Linked DNA regions of Mus musculus: region 1 is linked to region 2. A link is a contact called in public Hi-C data. All regions are on one chromosome and are shown on one strand. The core of a region is the stretch at or near the end of the contact, and the rest is flanking DNA. Distances in the headings are between cores, read along the strand shown.

Evidence for each region. Hi-C and Micro-C count contacts between places; a contact is called where the count stands out from the background.
Region 1: a Hi-C map of pancreatic cancer cells shows a contact between it and region 2, with 5 times the contacts expected there. The contact joins the promoter of Colca2 here to the enhancer-like site in region 2. A contact is called at or near these places in 2 of 39 promoter capture datasets (the 3T3-L1 cell line and neural stem cells), 1 of 484 Hi-C or Micro-C datasets (pancreatic cancer cells) and 1 of 115 datasets of contacts at active chromatin or transcription factors (pancreatic cancer cells).

Annotation. Positions count from the first base shown.
Region 1 is chr9:51,276,423-51,281,408 of GRCm38.p6, forward strand. Colca2 (COLCA2 homolog) reads right to left here and starts at 2,132. Exons shown (of 5, transcript NM_001195681.1): 1 at 1,918-2,132; 2 at 1,174-1,268. The coding sequence starts at 1,233. Gm32819 (a long non-coding RNA gene) reads left to right here. Exons shown (of 9, transcript XR_003948163.1): 2 at 1-817; 3 at 929-970; 4 at 1,116-4,986.
Region 2 is chr9:50,891,554-50,896,615 of GRCm38.p6, forward strand. Sik2 (salt inducible kinase 2) reads right to left here. Exons shown (of 16, transcript NM_178710.3): 15 at 3,791-4,408; 16 at 1,248-1,836. The coding sequence ends at 1,806. It also overlaps a transcript of Ppp2r1b not described here. Among named protein-coding and RNA genes, the nearest start is that of Gm25558, 6.1 kb to the left of the region's middle. Within about 2 kb of position 2,323, at least 77 of the 459 cell types and tissues checked have an H3K27ac peak or open chromatin away from gene starts, as enhancers often do. A contact at or near this core is called in pancreatic cancer cells, where this site is marked.

The DNA.
Region 1 (4,986 bases), core at 882-3,381, 380 kb after region 2:
ACAAAGAATCACTGAAAATCCACCTTAGTATTATAAGAACATTCTACTGTTGCCTGATATTCTGCAAATGGGGACAACTAATTTATCTAGCTGTGTGTATCAAATCATAGCAAATGTGCTTCAACTCTAAGTTCTGAGAGAAAGGTGTAATACACATTAGTGCAAACGGCCCATCCACCCTTGGTTGGAATTTACTTTAGTGATCTGTTGAGCACTCTCTGTGGAGAATGCCCCTAAACACTTATTTAGCCTTTATACAACTCTTCTTAGCTTTCAACAGAACAATTAGGGGAACAGACAAAGAAGCCTCTAGTAAGTCAATGTATCGGAGGACACGTGCCACAGAGTCACTGAGAACTAAGCCCAAGTCCTCTGGCTCAGAAACCTATCTCACCATCACTCCATAATTTCTCCCTCCTGTTGCTTGAGGTGCCAAAGTTCCATTCATGAAGTCCAACATGGAACTTGCACAGGATCACATGCTGACCAGACCAGTGAAGTCATAGATGACTGGAATCCTGTCTGATCCTCCCTCCACACCTACACCTACCCACAAGCACTAACAGTGTCACGTGTAGAAGGCTCTTCAAATTGAACTCTCTCTCGGTGGACAAGCACGCCTAGTTTACATGGTTCTGCAGCTGCCCCAAGCACTTGGGTTATAAATGTGAGGTGTCAGAGTGTCTTATGACTACCCAGATCAGTTCTGTCATAGTTCTGTGTATTCCAGAGAGAGAGGCCTTTTCTTCCAGAGACTTCCAGTGACTGCTGGTTTTTCATATACATGACCTCAGAGCCTAAATTACAGAGAAACTAGGTGGGTTTCTGGGAGATAATTTTTTTTCAATGAGTTTGTTGGGGCTGTATCTATACTCTCTTAACACTATAAAAACATATTTAACCTGTTGGCTGCCTCTCTTCCTTGCAGAGGACCAAGAAGCCTTCCCCACTCAGCTATGAGCAGTGAGAGGTGAGCCTCCCACAGTCCTGAGCCCTACACCATGTCCCACAGGTTTTGGTGGCTGCCTATGGTGACCTGGGAAGTTGGGGACAGATGTAAGAATCCCTGAACAGGGCTGTGCTTATGGGTGGCCTCTGCATCTTCCCTGACACAGGGCTGAACGAAGCCTTCGATGGACTGGGAGGGACAGAGACGGAGAGGGTGGTGCTTACGTTTGCCCCTGAGGTGGCCTGGTGTGCCCTTCTTTGCTGCAGAAGCTCTTTCACGGTCATCTTCACACGGACGCCTTGATACACCTTAGGTTTTTCTGGGGAGAGGCAACAGGGTTAGTGGTCAGTTTCAAAGCTTGGGTGTCAAGGGGATACAGTGAGGGTTCCCTTGGTAAGGCTAGGATACCCAAGGCCAAGTTTCTACCTTTGCAGAACACACGAAGAGAATGAAAAAAGAAAAAGAAAAGAAAAAAAAAGAAGAAGAAGAAAAAGAAAGAAAAGATAACGTTAAAAAATACCCACATTTCTCAAACTAGAAAAGGTTAAGCACAGGCAGGTGCTTCAGGGTCCTAGTGGGAACAGTATCTGTGGGCATCTATGAAATTATTCATCCCTAGCTGGGCCCCATCCTCAGGACAGTACCAGCTGTTCTGCTCTGGAATGTGGAGGGAGGTCAAACAAGCCTGCTATTTTGGCTACGATATTAAATCTGGGGTTCCGGCTCAGCTTGTGGATCTGGGGTGCTCTCTGTTTCCAACTGATCTCGCGGACCTCACCATAATGTGAACAACAGCCCCTCTCCCCATGCCCCCCGCCCCACTGTATTCCTCTATCAATCCAGGCATGGCTTCTGGGGAAGTACAACCTTTATTTGTGGTGCCCTTGGTCTGGAAGCAAGCCCTGAAACAAGCGACAAGCTACAGGGGTCGGGGCAGTCAGTCTGTCCTGGCCCTGTTAAGGACTTACTGCACTGACCCCAGAAAAGGAGCCAAGATCGGGAAATAGTCTCCTGTCGGTCCTTTCTCTTTTTCAAAAATGTCTTTTCTTCCTCACCCCCTTCCTCCCTCTAGTCTCCGACTCTGTCGCTCTCTTCATCTCTTCCCACCCCCTCCCTTTCCGGTGCAGGCTTTTGGAGAACTGAGCTGTGGAGAGTTCTCCAGCAAGAGCTGCAGCTCTGGAGTAATGGCATCCCGAGGCTCCCTAGGACCGCGCAGTCGCCTAGAGGCAGCCCTCCGGAAGGGGCCGCCCCTGAGCCGGCAGAGCTGGGCCGGGAGACCTGGGAGAGCCCAAGTAGCCGGCTGTGCTAGGCGGGGGTCGGCTGGGAGGGACCGGTGACCGCCTGGGGTCCCGGCAGAGCGCAGTGAGTAGGTCTGACTGGTTGTTAGGCCAGGCTAGACCCGGCAGAGGCACTTTCCGAATAGAGTTTGACTTAGAAGCCCAGTGTGACTCCCACCCGACCTTGACCCTGGAGAGAGCGCTTATTAGAATCACGGGGAGGGGCGGAGCACAGTGGCCCCTGGCCTAGGCGTTTGGAGACAGTGCCAGGCCACCAGCGCCTCGCCTGGTTAGTGTAGGGACCGCGGCTGGACAGCAGGGAGACCCCCACCCACGAGCCAGATCCTGAAAGTTAGGATCCCTAAGGAAAGTTAGTGCGCTGTTCTTCCCGGTCCTGGGCATCGGTTTGTCTTGCTGCAGTGCCAGGACGCGCCCACTCCGCTCCAGTCTCCTTTCCTCCCATCCCCACTGTCTGGGTCGGCTCTGGGATCTGCAGGCAGCGCGGGCGCGCCTCGGGGTCCACGCGGGACCAGCCCCAGCCCAGTTCCCTGCCGGGTGCGTCCTGCTCCAGTCCAGGGCTCACCGTGAGCCTCTAGCTCCCCCGCGCCGCCGCTTCTGGGCTCACAAGGTCGGCGCCTCCAAATTCCCAGGACTCCAAGGTGGAAAAGTGAAAGGGCAGGCAGGGGCGTGGGGGACTCGATTGTCCGGAGTGGCCTTATGGGTCTCTGGGCCTCTGCTCTGGGGGGCAGTCACCCAGAGGGACCCGACACAGCGGGATCGCGTCCTCTCTGGATCCATGCCCGGCCCTGACTATTATTCCCTGACTTTGTGCCTCTCTGTTATACGCAGGAAAAGCAGAGGAAATACACTCGGATCCAAGTGCCCCTGGCCCTCATGACCCGACCCCTGGAAAAGCATCTGAGTTACCCGACATCCTGGTCAGCAGGAGCTGGGCTGGAGACTGGATGCTGCAGCTTCAGAGACTCAGCACCTAGGAAGGCTCCTGTGCAGGGAGAAAGGCAGAGATGCGACATTTTTAAAGTTTCACAAAACACGAGGCAGCACCCAGGTCCCTGGATCAGGAGACACACAGAATTAATGTTTTATACCTTCGGGTATAGGTTTGAGTTTTTTCCCCCTCATGCCAAGTATTTAAAACCTCTAGAAACCCATGATTTGACAATCAATGATTGCGCGATACTTTCAATTTGAATATTCAAAGGCTTAACAAAATGGACTATCTTCTGCAGAAATCCTGCACACAGGCACCTCACAGAGAGTCCAGAGAAACAGAGAGGGAGATCCCTTTGGGTCCTGACCCTTGCTTTTCTCCTATTTTAAACATTTTGTCCACCTGCCCACAGGCAGAGCAGGTGTCCTCAAAGATGCTCTATGTTAGTGCCTCAAAGGCTGCCCTGAAGTCCCCACTGACCTAGGCTGTTCCCTGTGGACCACCTGAACCAGGTTGGACAGCCACATTGAATCTCTCTTGTCCACTCTCCATTTTAAGGGGAAATGGCAGGTTTTGGGGAATGAACATGGCAGACAGAGGGTGTGGCACAGCAAAGAGCCACTTTGGGCCCAGGCTGCAGGTCAGAGGACGGCAGAGGCCAAAACTTTGTGCTTTGTATCCCTCTGGCCCTGCCTGGCCACAAGGCTTGCCTGTCCAGTCTGCATCCTCCCTCCTGCTAGGTCACAGACACTGGGCTTCCAGCAAGCAGTCCTTAAACATCAGCGCTCTTTGCTCTTTGGAGCTGTAGACCAGCACAGCTTCCTTGACCCACCTGAGATTCCTTTAGGCCAGGTTTCCACTGCTGCATTGTGGCAATCCCTATTCCTATGTTTTGGCTTGTTTTTAATTCCTCGAACCCCAGACTTTTTACCTCATAGAACTCCTGCTTCCTTTAGAGGAAGGGCATGGTTTTTTCTTTCTTTCTTTCTTTTGAAGGCTCTGAGGAGAGAGGTAGGAGGAATTTGGAACCAACCTGTCTTCTTGGATCCCTCATGAATATGAGTAACTCCGACCCATGCTGATGTGTATTTTGGAAGCTCTGCCTGAGTTGCTCTCTGTCCTGTGATTTGAAGGATGAAGAGACTGGAGTGATATGGAATGTCAGGTCAAGATGTCACAGGGGGACAGAAGGGTCCCCTTTGCAAATAACTAGGAGGTTTCCAGGAATGCAGATAAAGTGATGGTATAGGCCTCTCTCTTTTAATCCCCGAGTTGTCTGAAGTGCAAACAAAACAAAAAATAAACCTACCAAACAAAAGCCAAAAAAAAAAAAAAAAACACCAAAACCAAACCAAAACAAAAACCCAAGCTTTAGATTAAAAAATCTTTAGAAAAAAGTCTGAAAACTTAAAAATATATCAGACATAGTATATTAGATATAGAGTATCTAACAAACAGCTCAGCTAAAGGGTCTCTGGGGGTGATACAAGCATTCAGGGTAGACCTGTCTGCTAGGCAGGTGGAGCCACATATCTGGAAAAGGGTCAGGGCTGGGGACACTTGAAGTAGCATCTGGCGGTGGAGAAGTAGGGTGAGATGTGGTTGTATTTGGTCCAGCTGGTGTTTATCAGCCACTGGACTCTATTTTTGTAAAGCCAGGCCTGAGGACCAGACCAGAGAAAGGACCAGGGGATCTGAGAGAAACCCTCTCCCTGGGACCACATCCTTCTTTCCTCTAGTCAATGTTTTCCCTTGCTGTCCTCCTTTCTGTCTTGCTTTTAAGATCTCCTTGTTGTCCTTTGGCTGTT
Region 2 (5,062 bases), core at 1,073-3,572:
GAAGCAACAAAGTGATGAAGATCCTGCCTGGGCAGCGACTCCAACTTACTACCTGTTCTCCAGTTTCTACCTTTGATGTCTAGGCACAGAGAGACGGAGCGGCTCCAGTGGCTTCCGAGGAGGCAGTAGAGGCAGCCCAGCTTAGGGGCACAAACACAGCAAAGGTCAGCCCAGCACAGGGACTCTGTAAGACCCACTGTGATCGCTGGCATCAAGTGACACTCCATATTGTCTGTCTCTAAGTGACACTTCATACTGTCTGTCTCTAAGGAGAAGGGGTGTAAAAAAGTTGCCTGGACTATGAATTTTCTGTAAACTAACAGGGAACTTAACTCACTGTTGGTATGAGTGTAATCCAGACCAGAGAAAGTCCGATCCTGATATATTTAAGAAGCAGGCTTGATTAGAGACTGGAGAACCTGCAGAGGAAGGAGAGCCCACTGGATCCCATGTCCTGAGCTGCTGGCACACCTGGGGCCCTTGATCATCTGGCCTAGAAGCTGCTACTTTTAGCTCCTTCAGTTTCTGGTTCATCCCCAGCTGAGAACAGCCTTTCCCCAGTCCCTTAGGTATAATGGCTCCTGGGGTATAGGTAGAGAGGTCTGTGATGAATGCTTGCTGAGTACTCTATTTAACAGAGCTCTCGGGAGGGCAGAGGGTGCTACTCCACAGGGTGCACTGTACGGGGGGGGGGGGGGGGGGCAGGAACTCAGTTATAAAAGTTAGGGAGGGCACATGAGAGGGAGAGGCTGAAGTCCTCCCTCCCTGACACCAGGAACACATCTCTAAGATAGAGAGGCCTTGGCTTCCGCTTTCCTAGGATGCAAAGCACCAGGAAGGGCTTTGTTCAGACCAGCTCTCATACCTCACGTCACTCCCAAAGGCTTCTCCTGGGTCCTCACTATCCCACTGGGTAGATTTAGAGGGCTATGGACATAAAGAACTGCCCCCACCCCCGACCTTTGTTCCCAAGGTGGCAGTTCAGGCAGCCATGCTGGGGCAAGTTGAGGGCTGGTGCTGGTCACGCAGCTCCCTGGAATAGAGGAGTGGGACCCGTATCGGTTGTCTTCTGTTGCATTAACATCCTCTATTTGCCTTACAGGGACCAGCATGTCAGTTGCATATAAATACTAGAGACACACTTGCCCAACTGGAAATTGCAGAAGCAATGCATTTCCCCCAAAGCAGAGAGTAATACCCCTGGATAACAAGACCATAAACAAAAAAATAAAAGAGTACCACACATATTGCACTTTTTGCCGAATGGAAATTTTACCTCATGTTTGGATCACCAGTCTCTTTGGAGAGGCTAGTTTACAGTAACAAAGCTAAGGGTTACTATACAGTAGTGTACACACTGCTGATGTGAACCGACAGGCAGACACGTCAGTATTACAAAGCTGCCTCTCCACGAGAGAGCCTAAGCCTTCTTAGTGTTACTTTAGTACTTGTGAGGAGAAAAGGCTTGGAAGCTTCCATGAGTCACTAGGTGGGGGCAGACACAGAAGCAATCAGATGAGTGGAGGGCCCATTGCTCTCACCAGCTTCCACCTCAGGACATAAAGGTAGCCGTGGAACTAGGGATGTCTACTTGAAAGGAAGGAAGGAGGAAATGGGAGCTTACGACAGGTTCCGGCAGGATGGTTCTCGGTCTTCACAAGGCGACTGTCCTCACCTCCTCTCTGTGTCAGTGCCTAACAGGCTTGGCCGCTGATGAGCGTTCCCAGCTTCTCTCTGCAGCCTTTAAACTTCTGACAGCCTCTCCGCAGCCCCTCATCTGTTGCCTAACTGTCCTGCCATAGCTGCTAGGTCTCCCGGGCTAAGCAGCTCACAACCCTGTTGGGGGACAGGGGTTTATGCCAATCTGCTGTGGTCTGATCCTGCAGTCCTGAAATGAGCAGCCCCCATTTTCAATCTGGAAGGCATTTTCATTTTGTCAATATTACAGCACTTGTGCAGTAAATGCTGGGACAACATTCTCCTTCAGTCTAAAGAAATCAAGCCCCACTTTATAACTTGGCTTATTTTGCAAAGCTTTAAACATATCAGAGATCTTAATGAAATGATCTCTCCAATGAAATTATCAATCTTAAGTACGAGGAGGAATAGAATGAATAAAAGAAACACAAATTATCCTTACTGGATTTTTAGTTATTAAATCACAAAATGACAGTCCCTCCTGCTATCTACTCCTGCTGTAACCCACAGCCCAATTCCAAGCAGAGCGCATTTCCAAAGCAGCCTGGCACCAGTGGGGAGCCCAACAACTACAGTCTCTGGCCAGCCTCAAGGACTGCTTGAGTCACCAACACTGGCAGGGGCTGAGCTGGGCTGGGCTGCGGGCCAGGATGGCTCTCCGGAGACTTCCCATGCCTAGTCTTCCCTTGCCTGCCTGGACACTTACTACAGAGAGGAAAGGCAACTTATAGGTGTTTCTAGAGGCAGCATCTGTGGAGTAGCTCTCTTCTTGTGCTTTAAGGAAGACGCTTTGTGCTTAGTGCATTCATCTGCTGATTGGACAAGCCACTCTAAAGAATAGAAATTATAATTTTATAAACAATACTGAGCCTGTAACACCTGGATGTCACTGTGCAAACAACAGATTACTAGTTACTTTTAGATATCTGTTGACTAGGTACAGCATCTATTTTTCAATTAAAGGGTTAAGCTTTTCTCATAAATGGCTAACACATCTGAGATTCTTTGATATTGCTATAATACATGAACATTTCATACAAATCAAAAGTTTAAGGAATGGAGAATTCAGATCCCACATGGTGGAAACAGATTCAAGAACCTTTGGGTTTAGCAGGACATAACTGGAAAGCTTGGTTCCTAGAGAAAGGAGTGTGATGAGCTGGGGAAGGCACACACTACACAGGGCATGTGAAAGTTCCTTTGTTGTGCGTCTTTAAAATGTCTAAGCCCTGTATGAAACTGCCTGCCCAACGTGCAAAGCTCCATAAGCTCAGGACAGCACGGTGGGGAGCAGGAGTCACCAAAGGAATCACTCCAGCACAGCACACTCCAGGGGCTTCCTGGAGGCTGTGCAGGAAGAGCCTGGCTTCCCAGCACAGGGCCCAAGTTCCTGAGGCTCCCTGGTTTCTGCCTCAGCCTCCACTGGGATGAGGCTCCTGTTGTTACAGGTGAGGGCTCTGGAACCCTGCGCATCCTAACACTCGGCCATCCAGGGGCACTGTTGAGAAGGTGTTATTGCGTGCTCCCAGACAGGGTTCTGGGATCAGTACCAGCTGCTACTCAAGTGTCCTGGAAACACAACTTAGGCTCTGCTGCTTTGTGATGGTCTTGAGGACACCCTGCATCAACATCTTGATATGCCTTGAAGTACTTTGCTGTTGCCTAGCCTGGCTTTAGGGAAATGTATCCCCTTTCCCTCCCACTATGTGATATATACAACACACAATTTGCCTTGCTTTCACCAAGGTAAATGAATCTTTGGTGTAAAACCTAGGTCTATGCTGTCACTTTATACAAACATTTGTTGGTTCCTCCTTTGAGAGCTTGCTCCATGTTACCTTAGGGCATACACTCCCGCTTCCAACTACATTCTAGCCCTTGGCACAGAAAATTCTGTGGTAGGACAGAGCCAGGAGGAACATCTACCCTAGTCAAACCCTGATTCCAGTTGGGAAACCCGATTTTTCCCCATTAGGGAAAAGGGGAAAAGTAAGCTTTAAATTTAAATGGATGGAATAAAAATACAAATCCACAGTCTGCCTTCACTAGAGCCACCTCACTTCCTGATTGAGATTAATTCACCAGGACATACCCATTGTGTTGTGGATCCACAGCTTCTACCATTTCACAATCAAAGAGTCCAGGGAGCTCAGAGAGGGCCAGTGGGTCATAGCTAGATGCGGTGTCCTGAAGTCCTGAGCTCCTGGGACAGTCCGCCCCTGTGAGGTTGCTCTGCTGGGCTCCATCCACAGGATAGTGACAGGAAGCAGGATAGTTTGGTACAGAAGAAGTGGTGCTTGGCAGCTCACAAGTCTGATAGGAGAACTGTAAGGAGGTTGGAGCAGCTCCTGGCTGCTGTGGTGGAGGGGGTGGTGGTGGGGGTGGTGGCTGCTGATGTTGCTGCAATTGTGAGGGTAAGGGAGGTGGAGCCTGGGGGCCGGGAGTAGAGGGCAGTGGCTGCAACTGCATCTCTGGGTATTGGCTGAGGAAAGAGCTAAATTGCATCTGCTCAGAAGAGGGCTCGAGGACAGGACTCAGGGCCTGGGTCAGGCTGAATGATGGGGGCTGCTGGGATGTCAGTGGAGTCTCCTGGTGGGGAAGAGCCAGCTGCTGACTTGGTCCAGGGTAGGAGCTCTCTGCTATCTGCATCTGATTAAAATATGCTTGCAGCTGAGACTGCTTCTGGAGGAAGAGTCGCTTCTGTTGGAGCCTAAATTGGCAACACCAAAAGATTATATCTCAAGTGAGTGTAATATAAATGCAATACCAGGCATGAACTCCAGTTTCCTATTTTTTTTTTTTTTTAAGTTTTGAGAATCTTACATATAGTTCAGGCTGGCCTTAAATTTGTATCCCCCTGTCTTAGTCACAGGAGACTAAGGGATCCCAGGCATGCACCATCACACCTGACACCCCCACCCACTATTTCTCTCTCTTCCATGCAAGGGGAAAGTCAGAGGAAGAATTCACCACTGTGGGTTTTGCTCCTATCTGACTGACCCCTCTGATCTAAGTGAGCGCCTATACATTTTCTCTAATTACTACGAAGACTGCTCAGAAACAGAGACCATCTTGGCAGGGTGATGATTAGGGTGGTTTCCCGTTGGCCGAGCAGCTGACATAAACAGCACCACGGGGAACGCCCAATCACTGCTTTAGGCCACTGCTTCTGAAAGCTTAGGGCTGAGCGTAGCCCAGAGAAATACAAGGAAATGGCAGAGCGCATTAGGGGCTGCTGCCACCTGGCCAGCTTATACTCCAGGCTTCTCAACAGTCTCATTAACACCAGGCCTGAACAGACAATGACCATGTAACCAGTGCATGGTCCTAGAAGAAGCATTCTTCAGGCTGCCATGAAAACAAC